Linked DNA regions of Mus musculus: region 2 is linked to region 1. Evidence: chromatin contacts called from public Micro-C data. All regions are on one chromosome and are shown on one strand. Each heading gives the region's core, a stretch centred on a gene start, on an enhancer-like site or on the middle of the called end of the contact. The rest is flanking DNA. Distances are from core to core; before and after follow the strand shown.

What was found. Hi-C and Micro-C count contacts between places; a contact is called where the count stands out from the background.
Region 2: a Micro-C map of embryonic stem cells shows a contact between it and region 1, with 19 times the contacts expected there. The contact joins the promoter of Ebf3 here to the promoter of Sox6os in region 1. A contact is called at or near these places in 1 of 39 promoter capture datasets (embryonic stem cells) and 4 of 484 Hi-C or Micro-C datasets (all in embryonic stem cells).

What each region holds. Positions count from the first base shown.
Region 1 is chr7:116,030,456-116,033,651 of GRCm38.p6, reverse strand. Sox6os (SRY (sex determining region Y)-box 6, opposite strand) reads right to left here and starts at 1,673. Exons shown (of 2, transcript NR_152104.1): 1 at 1,485-1,673; 2 at 1,102-1,332. The region is part of intron 1 of Sox6 (SRY (sex determining region Y)-box 6); the gene reads left to right.
Region 2 is chr7:137,312,781-137,315,976 of GRCm38.p6, reverse strand. Ebf3 (early B cell factor 3) reads left to right here and starts at 1,532. Exons shown (of 16, transcript NM_001113414.1): 1 at 1,532-2,197; 2 at 2,303-2,459; 3 at 2,821-2,884. The coding sequence starts at 2,064.

The DNA of each region.
Region 1 (3,196 bases), core at 424-2,923:
CCAAATCACTCCGAGAAAACACATGTTGTAGCCGCAGATAACTGTGCGTAGGACACCGAGGCAAAAGGGCAGGGAGAGACAGCCAAAGCCACCTTTGACAGCAGAAGTGTTATCGCCATCGCAAGTATTCGTCCGGAAATCTGTCTGCCCTCTTGGCCCACCTAATTCCTCCACCTTCGCCTCCCCAAGTAGATAATCTATAGAAGTGGGAATGAGATGAAAAAGAAGTCAGGTGGCTTAGAGAGTGAATTGTTAAGTCTCCGTAAAGTTCGAGGTAGGTATTTCATGGAAGTTCGCACAAGTGTGGGATGGAAGAAGTTGGTGTGCCTACTGTGTTGTGTTAGTGTTTCTCTCTCTCTCTCTCTCTCTCTCTCTCTCTCTCTCTCTCTCTCTCTCTCTCTCTCTCTCTCTCTCTCTCTCCTTCTCCCTCCCCCTCCCCTCTCTCTCCTCTTCCTCCCCTCTCTCCCTTTCCCTCGCTCTTTCTATTCTCCAGCTTAGGGTTCAGATGGGGCTCTTGGATGGCAATGCCCTTTGTACCCACAAGAGGGCAACATCTTGAGGGCTTTGTGAACACTGGATCTTTCATCGCGGCATGCTTGCTTGGGTTTTGAGAAAGTTTTAGCGAAACTTTCAAAGTGATATTTTATGTTATTCATAATATCAAAAAGTAAAGTCATAAAAAAGAAGAAACAAGAGAAAGGTGGAGGAGGAAAGGATGGGGAGAGGGAGAGAGGGGAGAGAGGGGAGAGGGGGAAGAGGGGAGAGGGGAGAGGGGGGAGAGGGGGGAGAGGGAGAGAGAGAGAGAGAGAGAGAGAGAGAGAGAGAGAACAGTTTAGATTGCCAGGGGAGTCTGAGCCACAGAAGGTGGGGGAGGGCTGTTGTAATTGTGGGTTTGGCCGACTGACGACTGGAGTGCCCTCTTCGGCAATCTTAGTTGTAGCCGGAGGTCATGTAAATCGACCTTAAAAGAATGCATAAGCCATAAATTAAACCCTCACCCAACGGCTGATCCATAAGTAGACAAAATCTAACCTGGACAAAACGGGCTTCCTTTAGGGCCGAGTTAACCCCTCTCCCCCAATAGAAACTCAATGCGAAGTTAGTTTTGTTAGAGAATGAATATTTTGTTTTCTTGAAAAGTGTCGATTTGCCGTGTGACTGCGCCGCCGCAGTTCTAAGAGGCGTCAGTGTTAGCCAGGCTGTGGCTCAGGGGCCGGGAGGACCCGCAGGGCTTCTGAACCTCCCCCATTTCGGACTGGGATCGTTGGCTAGTTGTGGGGTTGACGCTGGCCTAGGGCGGGCGGGACTCCAGGATCTTCGTAGCTCTCCGCGCTAGGGGTGAAATTTACCCGGAGGATTAAAGAAAACCCGGGTGGCTAGAAGCCGCGCGCTCCCTCCTCGCCCTCCACCACCGGGGCTTCCCACGACTTTCCCGGGACGCTCGAGTTCCAGTTCCCCTTGCTCCCTCCACTATTGCACTTTACTTTTAATGGTCCTCTCAGCAGTACACAAACCGAACTCCAAGGCAGTTTGCAACCCAACGGTGGTCCTTTTTGCTCAGCACGCTTGCTGCGCAGGCTGGCCCGCTGACGGCGTGGGCGAGGGACAGCCCCGTAAGGCTCGCGCGGGTTCGGCTTCCAGGTCCTCTGCGCTTCAGCCGGCACCCTCGGCTCAGAGCCTGACCCGCAACCTTCGTCCCTCTAGGCTCTCTGCCCGGCCCGCTACTGGCTGCCCGCTGCGGGCCGATGTTCGGAGCACCGGCTGGGCCCTGGGCGGGAGGCGGTGTTGGCGAGGCTCGCCTGCCCCGGGGGAGCTGCTTTCGGCTTTCTCCCTTAAAGGGCAGTACGAAGAAGGACCCGGGTTTGTGCAAAGGCTGCTGGGGCTGAACTGCTGCAAATGCAAAGGAACGGCCGGGCTCTGCGGAGGACAGACTGGCTCCGGGTCCGCGCAGCTTTAAGATAAAAAGAATTGGTGTGTTCGGATAGATAAAAGGTGGTCGTTTCCGGCGTATTATGAGTTTTATTTAAGCTTGTCTGACTCTGACCAAGTTTGAAAATGTTTGTTTGTGTGAATGACCAGTTATCGGCAGCGACTCCAGTTTGTGGTCTAAAATAAGTCATTTACTGGGCTGGCAGGGCTGCTAGTTAGCAAGATGGGCTGTTCTAGGCTGCTTCTGCGAGTTGCCTCCTGTAAGGGCCGCACTTGAAGTTTCAGTCTCAAGATAGTCCGAAACTGTCCCAGCGGCACAATAGATTGGGCTCCGGACCTCCAGTTTCAATGTCTGAGAGGGAGTTCTGGTGACTTCTCGGTCCTGGACGCTGGGCTCCAGGGTGAACTCCAGTGGCTTGGCTTTTGGCCCTCACGGAACCGCCCAGCCAGCAACCCAGTGGAGAGAATGCCCCTTCCCCCCGCCCACCAGGGTCTCCTCTCTTCTGTCCTTTGTAGTCACATGTCCGGGTTTTCCCCCTGGTCCGAGAACAGACACAGCCCCGCCCAGTCTATTTCTAGAAGGTGGGTTCGGTGAATAAAAAGGTCAAGTGGTTACGTTCCCGAGCTGGTCCACAGTGAGGGGGGACAGGACAGACACCTGGCAAGGCCCGCCCCGCCTGTCCCCCCAACCCTGGCGGGCCTGCCTGCCTGCGACTGGCCTCCCTAGGCCACATTCTTGTGTTAGGTTGGAGAGGCGAGAGGCGGTAGGAGAGGGAACCCTGAACCGGCCCAGAGCAGGCGAAGCTGATCCCGAGATGGCATTTTGTTTTGAACAGTTGGTGGGGAGGACGCTTCCTCATAAGGTAAGGTGTCAACTGGACAGTTGGCTGCCCAAATGCCACATGTATAATTAGCCTGCGTACTCAGCACCTCATCCCCAAGGCCCATAGGCACGGGCTTGGCTGACTTGAGTAGCTCAGTTCAGCTCTGGATTACAGGATTCCCAAGGGAAGCCTAACCGGCCAGGAGAGCCTGGAGAGGCCCTGGCTAGGAAGACTGACCATGAAATCTCGCTTTTGATTTTTGCCTTTTCTCCTTCTCCAGTTTTTCGTAGTTTTCAGCTAAGGGGCAAGTGCTGGTTAGGAGAAGGTACCCAACATCAGCGGCAGGTTGCAGACTGGATGGGGAAAGGGGAAACAGAACAAACCTGGCCACATCCTACCCACATGCTGCCCTGGAGAATCTGCTCAAACACTCTGTGTGCACT
Region 2 (3,196 bases), core at 283-2,782, about 21 Mb before region 1:
CGTAATGGATTTTGAGATGGGACTGGCGCAACAGCTTTGATAATTCACTTATCTTTGGCAATAGTCATTAACCCCCAACACCAGCAAAATAGATTGCTTTCCAGCACATCTTTTCTCTCACCCCTTCCAAGTAGCGTGTGGGGGGTCCCCAGATAACGTAAATCGGACTTCGATTTTCCCGATTAATTAAAATATTAACGCACACACACCACCAATTCACAAAAAAAGGAAGAGCTACCCCAGGCCCGGCGGGAAGAGGCTGCCCTGCGACACTTGCGCCCAGAAACCTTTTCTTTTTCTTCTTCTTTTAAAACCAGAAGGGCCTTATTTCTCGTGGCAGGAAAGAGCCTGGGACATCTCCAGGTCGTCCCTTGGGCCTCTGTCGCGCGTCGCACAGATCTCCTTTGGGTGGGCCGAGCGCCTGGGAACCGAATCCGGGCCTCCCGAGCTGGGCCTCCGAGCCCACGCGCTGCCGGCTCCCAGCTGCCCTCCCGGTTCCTCGAAACCAGGTCGGGAAGCCGCAGGGCGCGCGCTCACCCAGGCTGGGAGGCGCAGAGGGCAGGGTCCCTGGCGCCCGCAGTGTCTGCTCTGCTTTTCAGGCGGTTGGAGGTGGGGAGATCTGGCCACCGCACGGACCATGTAACAGGCTGGACACCAGCTCCGGGTCGCCGGAGAGGCTGAGCGCTCTTTCCGTCGGCCCAGAGAGGGCCCAGCCTTCTTTGTCACTGCCGCACCCAAGAACAGGCCAGGGACCCGAAACTCCTGTGGCCACCGGAGGGAGAGGGGGCATCTGGAGGAACCTGTCTCCGACGTGGACCCCGGCCCTGTATTCAGCAGGCTTTGCCGGGGTAGAAAGCATGGGACACCCAGCGGGGCTCAGATGTGGGCACACTGGCCCTTCAGCAGCCTTAGGTCTGCCTAGAAATCAGACTGAGCTGCGCCTCTTGCCCTGGTGGCGGCAGGGAGTGTGGATCCCTAGAAGGGGCATTAGGTACCCTCTTCTCCCAGCCCCTTGTTGTCCCTCCCTCTCCTGGAATCTCCTCCCGCGCGCCTTTCCAGCCTCTTCCTGCTGTTCTCTTTGGGACACCCCAGAGCCAGTGCTGCCCTGGTATTTATTGCATGCGTGTGGGCGACTTGGGGCGCTCCTCCTCCGACCCACGGTGTTTTGACTGTGTGGCAGGTCTTGTGGGCAGGTATAACGGGCCAAGCAGCACTTATGCACTGGCTGCGCTCGCTTCTTTGCGAGATTTATTTGAGCGGGTGGTAACTTCCTCGGCCGCGGCTGGGCTTGTGGAGCCGTGGCGCGTGGCCGGGGGCGGTGGTGGCGCTCGGTGGCGCTCGGAGGCGGCGGGGCTCGCTGGGCTCGCGGGGCTCGGGCCGGCTCGCGGCGCCGTCAGGCAGTCAGTCGGCGAGCGCGGCGGCGGCGGCGGCGAGGGGCGCGGCGAGGGGCGGCCGCTCCCATATATGGCGCAGGCGCCGCCCCCCGACGTCACCCTCTGACAGCGCCGCTCCCGGGGGCTTCGAGTTTTGGCTCCCGGGAAAGGGTCCATTCCTCGGGGAGAGAGGGCTGAGTTTTGTGCGCCTCCGTCCGCTGCGCGCGCCGCTCCAGGCCCCGCCGCGCCCCGCCTGCGCCCGGGACTGCGCCGCGGCACTCACTGCCCCGTTTATTTGTCTTTGGAGCAGGCGGGCCGCGCCAGAAGCGGGCGATCCCGCAGTGTCCTGCAGCCGCGGACGCCGCCTGGCTAGGATGACACCACGTTGAGCGCGCCTGCAAACAACAACAACAACAAGCGCCGCCGCGGCCACCGCGTCCACCGCGCCCTGCTCCTCCGAAGCGTCGCGTCGCCACCGGTGCAGCCCGCCCGCGTCCCCGGCCGTCCGCAGCGCCCGGCCGCCGGTGTATGCGGCGCCTGCCCGGGACGGGCTGAAGCCGGCGGCGGGCCGCACCGCAGGCGCCGAGCAGGGCCAGGGCGGCCAGGGCAGCCTCCTGCCGCCGAGCCCCGAGCGCCGCCGACCGCGGACGCGCTTTCGGCCGGGAGTCGCGGCCGCCGCCAGCAGTGTTCATGTTTGGGATTCAGGAGAATATTCCGCGCGGGGGGACGACCATGAAGGAGGAGCCGCTGGGCAGCGGCATGAACCCGGTGCGCTCGTGGATGCACACGGCAGGCGTGGTGGACGCCAACACGGCCGCCCAGAGGTACGTACCGGCCGCCCCCGCGCGCCTTGGCCCCGGCCCGGCCCGGCCCCCTCCTCCGGCCAGCGCCGCGCTGCTCACCGGGCCGCTGTCCCTTTCCTCCTGCAGCGGCGTGGGGCTGGCGCGGGCGCACTTCGAGAAGCAGCCTCCTTCCAACCTCCGGAAATCCAATTTCTTCCACTTCGTGCTGGCGCTCTACGACAGGCAGGGGCAGCCGGTGGAGATCGAAAGGACCGCTTTTGTGGACTTTGTGGAGAAAGAGAAAGTAAGTGTACACCGGCGATCGCACCCTCCCTCTCCAGGAGTAGGGGGCAGTTGGTGCCCGCGCATGGGGTCCGAGTGCCCCCCTCGGTGGCGGGAGCGCTCCGCCGGGCGACCCCGCCGCCACGTGCGGTCGCACAGGCCCCGCCAAGGGCCGAACAACTTCTCTGTGCCCTCGGACTCACTGGGGGCGAGGGGGAACGCTGGGCTTGCGGCAGGAAAAGTGACATCACCGCGTAGCTGCGAGCCAGGAATCCTGCCTGCAGCGTGTGAGGCCGAGGGGCCTCGGTCCTGGAGGGGGACCGAGCGCGGTGACCGCGCCAGACGCGGCCACGCTAAATGCAATTATTTATCGTTGCTTTCAGGAGCCGAACAACGAGAAAACCAACAACGGCATTCACTACAAGCTGCAGCTACTGTACAGCAATGGTGAGTACCACTGCTTGCTGACTGCCCTTTCGCCCTGAGCGCTGGCTCTCCCTTCCCTCGATGGTTTCAGGACATAAAGATTTTGAGATTAAAATGACATGGGTGTAAACACGAAATCTTCTCATGGCATAGAAGGAAAACAAAACATAAACGATCGATAAGTCGATGGCACTTCACATGATTAACCGGTGGGGCTTGAAGTAGAAAGTAAAAGGAGGATCGATAAGGGCGCCTGCAGAACAGCACTTTTAAGGGACTTTTTTCAGTTTTGCAAATTAATGTTAATTATTGGGATGAGGGTAGCTGCATAAG